Linked DNA regions of Mus musculus: region 2 is linked to region 1. The links are chromatin contacts, called in public HiChIP or PLAC-seq maps. All regions are on one chromosome and are shown on one strand. The core of a region is the stretch at or near the end of the contact, and the rest is flanking DNA. Distances in the headings are between cores, read along the strand shown.

The links. HiChIP or PLAC-seq counts read pairs in DNA pulled down with a chosen protein or histone mark.
Region 2: a CTCF HiChIP or PLAC-seq map of the NIH/3T3 cell line shows a contact between it and region 1, with 6 read pairs. The contact joins two enhancer-like sites. A contact is called at or near these places in 1 of 15 datasets of contacts at CTCF or cohesin (the NIH/3T3 cell line), 1 of 484 Hi-C or Micro-C datasets (nephron progenitors), 2 of 115 datasets of contacts at active chromatin or transcription factors (cardiomyocytes and embryonic stem cells) and 1 of 9 other capture datasets (embryonic stem cells).

The regions. Positions count from the first base shown.
Region 1 is chr10:86,125,051-86,128,275 of GRCm38.p6, forward strand. The region is part of intron 7 of Syn3 (synapsin III); the gene reads right to left. Among named protein-coding and RNA genes, the nearest start is that of 4930486F22Rik, 31 kb to the left of the region's middle. Within about 2 kb of position 1,646, at least 20 of the 459 cell types and tissues checked have an H3K27ac peak or open chromatin away from gene starts, as enhancers often do. A contact at or near this core is called in the NIH/3T3 cell line, where this site is marked.
Region 2 is chr10:86,443,526-86,446,823 of GRCm38.p6, forward strand. All of the region lies in intron 3 of Syn3 (synapsin III), which reads right to left. Among named protein-coding and RNA genes, the nearest start is that of Syn3, 54 kb to the right of the region's middle. Within about 2 kb of position 1,851, at least 17 of the 459 cell types and tissues checked have an H3K27ac peak or open chromatin away from gene starts, as enhancers often do. A contact at or near this core is called in the NIH/3T3 cell line, where this site is marked.

The sequences.
Region 1 (3,225 bases), core at 396-2,895:
GCCTCCTGTATACTGGGATTACAGTGCCATCACCCAGGCTTTACCCTTACTTACACTGGAGATGGTCTCTCTATAATTTTTTGAGGGCAGGGATTAGGTTGTATTGATTCTCTCACCCCAGTGCAGAATAGGCACTGATCTGTAGGTGTACCAGTGAGGGACATGAGCTTGAGCATGGGTCAGTGACTGTACCCACCAAGTCCTGAGTGGGCTCTGTGAAACACCAGGGGCAGTGATACCTCCTTACCAGGCAGCAAGAAGAGGAAACTGTAAGACCTGATGACCTTGATTCTGACCCTGGTGTGTGTGTGTGTGTGTGTGTGTGTGCGTGCATGAGTGGAAGTTAGATACCAAGGTCAAATGTCTCCCTCTACCACCCTTTTCCTTATTTTCCGGACAGGGTTTCTCACTGAATCTGGAGCTCACTGTTTTGGCTAGACCAGTCTGGCCGGAGAGCCCCTGGGATCCATTTGTCTCTGTTCCCAGTACATCACAGTTACAGACAGGAGCCACCACACCTAGCTTTTACATGGATGCTGGGGAATCTGAACTCAGGTCTTCATGCTTACCCAGAAAGCACTTTGCCCATCATGCAATCTCTCCAGTGCCCTGCCTCTGATCTGCTAATCTGTGACCTTGGTAGGATGTCCCTGAGGGACCTGTGAGAATCAGGGCTTAGATCTAATGCCCAGGGAGACTTGGGGGGTTCAGATGATGCATTTTGGGACATAGATGCCACATATGTAGAAATTGTTAATGTGTTCTCTCTCCTCCTTAGCTCACTACCAAAATCTGCTCTGGGCCATCTCAGTGAGATTGAAGTCCTGGGAAGTTTAGACATTTTTCTCAAGTTTCCAGTGATGGCAAATGGCAGAGGCAATGGGCTCACAAGTAAGAGATACTGGAGCTGGAAATCATGTCTCTCCACAGCTTTCTTCCCCACTCCATAGCCACATGCCACTTTGATGTTCTTGGCCTTACTGGTCCTCAAGTGATGGATAAGTAAAACCAAGGCCTATGCATGTATAGGGATGCCACATTTATGTTTAAATGACAGGTCCACAGGAGCAGTGCAGACTCCAGGGATGGAGAGGCTGCCAGGACAAGCTAAGGACAAGGTTTGAACCTAGGACAAGGCTCTTTCCAGTGAACCAAGGATGTGCCAGTGGAAGATAACCCAATGCAAGGGAAGATTGTAGCCTTAAATCCTTGCTAGTGAGCTCTCAGTCTGGAGGACTCTGTCTTTCATATGATACAGAACAAGTTAACAGAGCCATAGAATGCCTGTTCCCTCCAGCACTGAGCATTCAGAAGGGTCATGTTTTAAAATCCAAAGGCAGGAGCCTATAAGTTGTATGTGCGTTCAAGTGTGAAATACATATGGACAGAAATATACAATGGATTACCCTTATTCATAGAAGCCAGGCCTTGGTCCTGCAAGCCACGTCACTCACACCCTACAGGCTTCCGCTGACCACAAGGCACAGATGATTCTCCTTTCTGGCAGACTCCCAGTGTCAGGAGAATCTTATGATTTCTTAACTGTTCCCTTGGGTCCTATTCCTCCACTCACTTATCTCCTTCTCCTTCTCCAGCAGGGAGGTCTAGGGCCACCGCCGCCGCCGCCCACTTGAAGAGCAGACAGCTGGGAAAGCTGGCTACATGAGTCAGCCTAAGGGAAGGGATCTGGGTTCCGGGTTGCTTGGAACTGATGACAGCAGTGAACGAGGACAAGTTGGAGTACGTGAGATGCTGGGGCTGCTGGAGGCGCTGCACCTGGGGCCGACACCTGGTCCTCTGGAACAGACAGACTCTCTCTAGAGTGCTTCAGCTCTGCCATTCACTGCCTGATACTTCTTTTAGAGGGACAACACCCTTTATGTAGCTATGCAGCAGGAAGAGTTAGGACTTCGGGTTCTCCTGCTTATTTTAACTCAGTAAGCGGTTAATCAAAATAATGGTTTATATTTGCAGATGGACTTTGAAGCTCTCTTACAGTAATCATATACCAGCGTTAACTGTCACCTTCCTAAGCAGGACTGATGTATTGATTGTGGTGTCACTATAACCCCAGGTGGGACTTTATTACTTCTGTGTTAGAGATGTAGAGATTTAAGTGCATATAACCAGTGTATGGGGAGTGCAGACTCATGTCAGAGACCTGGTGAAATATTCTACATGCTTTCCCCACATTGCACCTGGGACGTAGACTTGACTCTTCCATTGTTTCTTGTTTGAAAGTAGGTCGCGCTATATTCTCTAGGCTAGCCTCTAATTCCTGGGGTCTCAGGGCATCCCTCTGCCTCAGCCTCCCCAGGAGATGCCTTGAACTTGACCTTTAATGCTGCGATGGTGTAATAGCTTTTTTCATTGCTGTGGCAAAAATGACTGACATAATCTGTGTCAGCACCGAAGGGCTTATTTTGATTCACAGCATGGGAGGTCATGGTGGGGGGAGCTTGACACAGCTGGTTATGGTGCATCCACAGTTAGGAAGCAGAGAGAGATGGGTTCTAGTGCTCAGTTTGCTTCCTCCTGTTTATCTAGTCTGAAACCCCAGCCTAAGGCACGGTGCTGCTCACATTCAGGGGGAGTCTCTTCTCTTGGGGTTAACTTTTCTGGAAACCACCCTCATAGATACATCCAGACCTGGATTTTCCATGGTGATTCTAAATTCCTTCAAATGGAGATATATTACACTATTCCTTTCAATTAATTCAAGCTATAGAAACTCATCAATGAAGAGTAATACAGGGATCTACCAGAGGTGCCATTTTCTGTTCGTTTTGAGAAAATGTCCCACTACATAGCCCAACTAGGTATGTAGTAGGCTAAACTATGCAGCTCAGCTTAGTCTCTAACTTATAGCAATCGTTCTGCCTTAACATCCCTGGTATGGGGATTACAGGTTGGAGCCCTCATATTTGGAACTATGAGGCCTTTGTGTGAAGTTACCTGTGAGAAATAGCAAACTCTTTGCACCTACATATTTGTCTGAATTTTAGGGGCTTGGACATCTGCTAAGACACTGCCTGTATAATGGTAAGAACACCCCACTTGAGAAGTTGGACAGTCTCTAGTGTTCTTATTGCTACAAAGTTGCTCCTTCAACAAGCCTGACCCTGACTTTTTCTCCTGCCTTGCTCACCAGATGAATGTAGAAACCACAGGTCTAAGCTTCCTTATTCATGCTTCATGTTTTGAAAATGCTGCTTACAGCATCTC
Region 2 (3,298 bases), core at 601-3,100, 320 kb after region 1:
AAAAATAATAATAAGTTAAATGTTTAGGGAGATGGCCACTGGGCTAGAATGTTTGTCATCAATCATAAGAACCTGAGTTCAGACCCTTAGCACCCACAGAAAATGTGGATAGAGAGACATACACCCATAACCGCAACACTAGGAGGAGAAAGACAGCTAGGAGTAGGAGGATGAGAGAGATGGGGACTCATTGTCCAGCCAGACTAGCCAATCAGTGAGCTCCATGTTCAGTTAGAGATCCTGTCTCCAAAACCAACCAACCAACAAACCAAAAAAAAAAAAAAAAACCCAAAACCAAAAAAACCAAAACCTAAACCAGAACCCAAACCAAATAGAACAACCAAAATACCTCAACAACAACACAAAACAACAAAACAAGGTAGAAATGGATAGAGGCAGATACAGTCTGTTGACCTCCAGCATACACACATATACATGCTAGTGAAGGTGCTCATACATGTGCATACACATTCATATAGCATACATGTTGAGCTCACCCCTAAACCAGAGATCTAAATTTCAAAATGTTCCCTGTCTAAAAGTCTGAAGGTTACCATGTCAGCCCTGGCCTCAAGCAACAGGTCATAATCAAGATATAGGTGCACTAACAATATTATGTAGAATCTCTATTCAGTGTACATGTCACATGGCAAACAGAAATTAACTTTGTATTTAGATTCAGCTTCCCTCCTATAATATGTCATCATGTATGTGGGAAAATAAATAAATCTGAGACACTTCTGGTCCAGAAGATCCTCAATCTGTACAGGCTCTGTTGGTCCAAACACTTCGACCTATTTCCCTTTCAATCATTCAAGAACAGAGACTGCAAAGGGAGTCTCCTGTGCTCAGATGTAAGACTCTCTAAGATTGCTGGAGTAGGTTCTGTCTGCCTTGATATCTCCATTAATACTGAGAAAAGACTGAATATGGCCACTCTCTTTCTCTCTTTCTCTCTCTTGCTCCCCTTATCCTTTCCTCCCTTCTTTTCATTTCCAGTTTGACCAGGCCCAGGGTTCCCTGCTACTCAGTCCTAGTAGAAAACGTTCTCAGTCTGTGGGTCTACTTAACATTAATGTATTCATCCACAGACCCTACCTCTTGATCTCATAGAGGAGTGACTTGTGTCTGTGGAAAAGTTATCTGGCTTCAAATACAAACAGGAGAGCTTGGCAGACCAAACCAAATACTGGCCAAATACTCTCTAATCCCACCAGGATGCCACAGTCTGACCCTGGAGAGGCGGCTGGGTAATCAGATGCAAAGTGAAGCAACTCTCTACTTGCCTCCCTGGGCATTCGGATTCCTGGCTCTGATACAGCCAGGCAAGTGGTTTTGGAATTGTGAGGAAGAGGGTGGAGAGATGGGGTGGAGGCTTCCTCTAGGCCAACCACAACTAACTCTTTGACTCTGTCCAACAAAGCCCAGACAGCACAATTATCTGGCTAATCTGGCCCTTCGTTGAGAGGCCAGCTTAGACTAAACAGTGGCTTTTATCCTAATACTTCTCTTTACAGTGCTAGAGGATGAGTGTGAATTTCCAAGGGGTTGGGGTTGCTTATGAGACCCACCCATTGATCCAGATGGGCCAAACACAAGCCATTCAAAGAGTTTGAGAAAGGATGTCTTCCAGAGACAAATGGCTAAATGACATCCTAATTGGTTTCCTGACTAATTTACTTTCTGGCTCTACATGACTAGAAGTAAGAATGTCCGAGTCAGCCAACATTTTCCATCATGATTCTAGCCCTCACAGACTCCTGAAGTGTTCCCAGTATCCCTGGGTGGTTATAGTAGCTCCATCGGGTGCCCATTCCTGCACACAGTTTTGGTACCTCCCACTTGGGCCAAAGGCAGTGTTAAGATACAAAGGGGATGTGAAAGCATGCCTTGAAGTTACCACAAAGGAGATGAGGTAGGTCCAGCTTGGTTGGCAACTAAACATTTGCCAGATGGTTTACAGAAAACCAAGATTTTTGAAGAAAGAATAAGAAGCAGTGATTTATCACTCTTGGAAAGTGACATGCAGCCAGAATGTGTGGAATCTGTCAGTTATTCATTCTGCAAATATTTCCTTCAGTTCTAGTTTGGGCTGGGACCCATGCTACTTAACAGAATGAAATCCAAACAGGCATGGCCCCTATCCCCAGGCAAATAATCCATCCCTAAATGTATAGCTAAAGTACTCTGATGCAGTGAGGTGCTTTGAGAGTAGTACCACCAAGTTTCCAGATTCAGACAGGACTCAAGGAGGGAGTCTCTGAGGAAGCTAAGTCATTAAAGGTCCCAATTCACTCTTTTTGAAATATCCCTCTAGGGGCTAGCAAGACGGTTCAGTGGGTAAAGGGGTTGCTGTGCAAGAATAAGGTCCTGAGTATGGATTTGTAAAACCCACATTAAGCATAGTTTCGTAAAAACCACTCTAAGCATCTGCTTCTCAGTGCTGTCAGGGGAGATGAGAGACAGACTCAGGGAGCCCCTGCGGCCCCCAAGACAGCTCTTCGCACACACAGCAGCAAAATCAGGGCTCCTTTCTCACGCAAGGGAGAAGAGGATCCCAGAAGTGGTGTACACACACACACACACACACACACACACACACACACACACACACAAAGACAGATCACTCTGGTTTTGGCAAGAAGAGTAAAGTGGAGATTAGTAAACAAATAGAGATATAAGACTATTGGCTGAACGTTTGGATGAGCTCAACCAAGGTAGATCCTTGACAATTTGGGGACAGCAGTGGAAAGACTAGGGAATCATAAGATATGGGGTCAAGAGGACATGGCAGAGGGTAGGTGTGGGAGCAGAGGGAGACTGTACAGATTTGCAACCATGGTGAAAGGTCTAGGTGGCACTCTCCACTGAGAGATGAGCAAGGGAAGAAAGTAAGTTCTATATTGGAGTCAAACAACGAGACTGTGTATAACCCTGTACTGACCAACTTGCTCTGCCCTTGGGCCACAACTCCACATGATGTCCATGCCACCAGCTCCACATGTTGAGAGCCCATCTACTCTTCAATCCAATTCAAAAAGCACTCCTCCCTCAAAGCCATTTCTGTTTATGGATGGGGCCACTGCTTCCTTATCCTTCCCCACATGAGCAATCCAGCACAGTAGACACTGGCAAATATTTGTAAAATGAACAAAAATAGCCTGCTTTTTTTTTTGCCATGGAAGGAAAATTAGTAGACATTGGATTGACTTAAAAGCCACCAAATCATACTGAAGTTTGAACTGTAGGTGTTTTAATATGAAGCCAACTCCATCAATTTGATGCTTAGAAGTTTTCT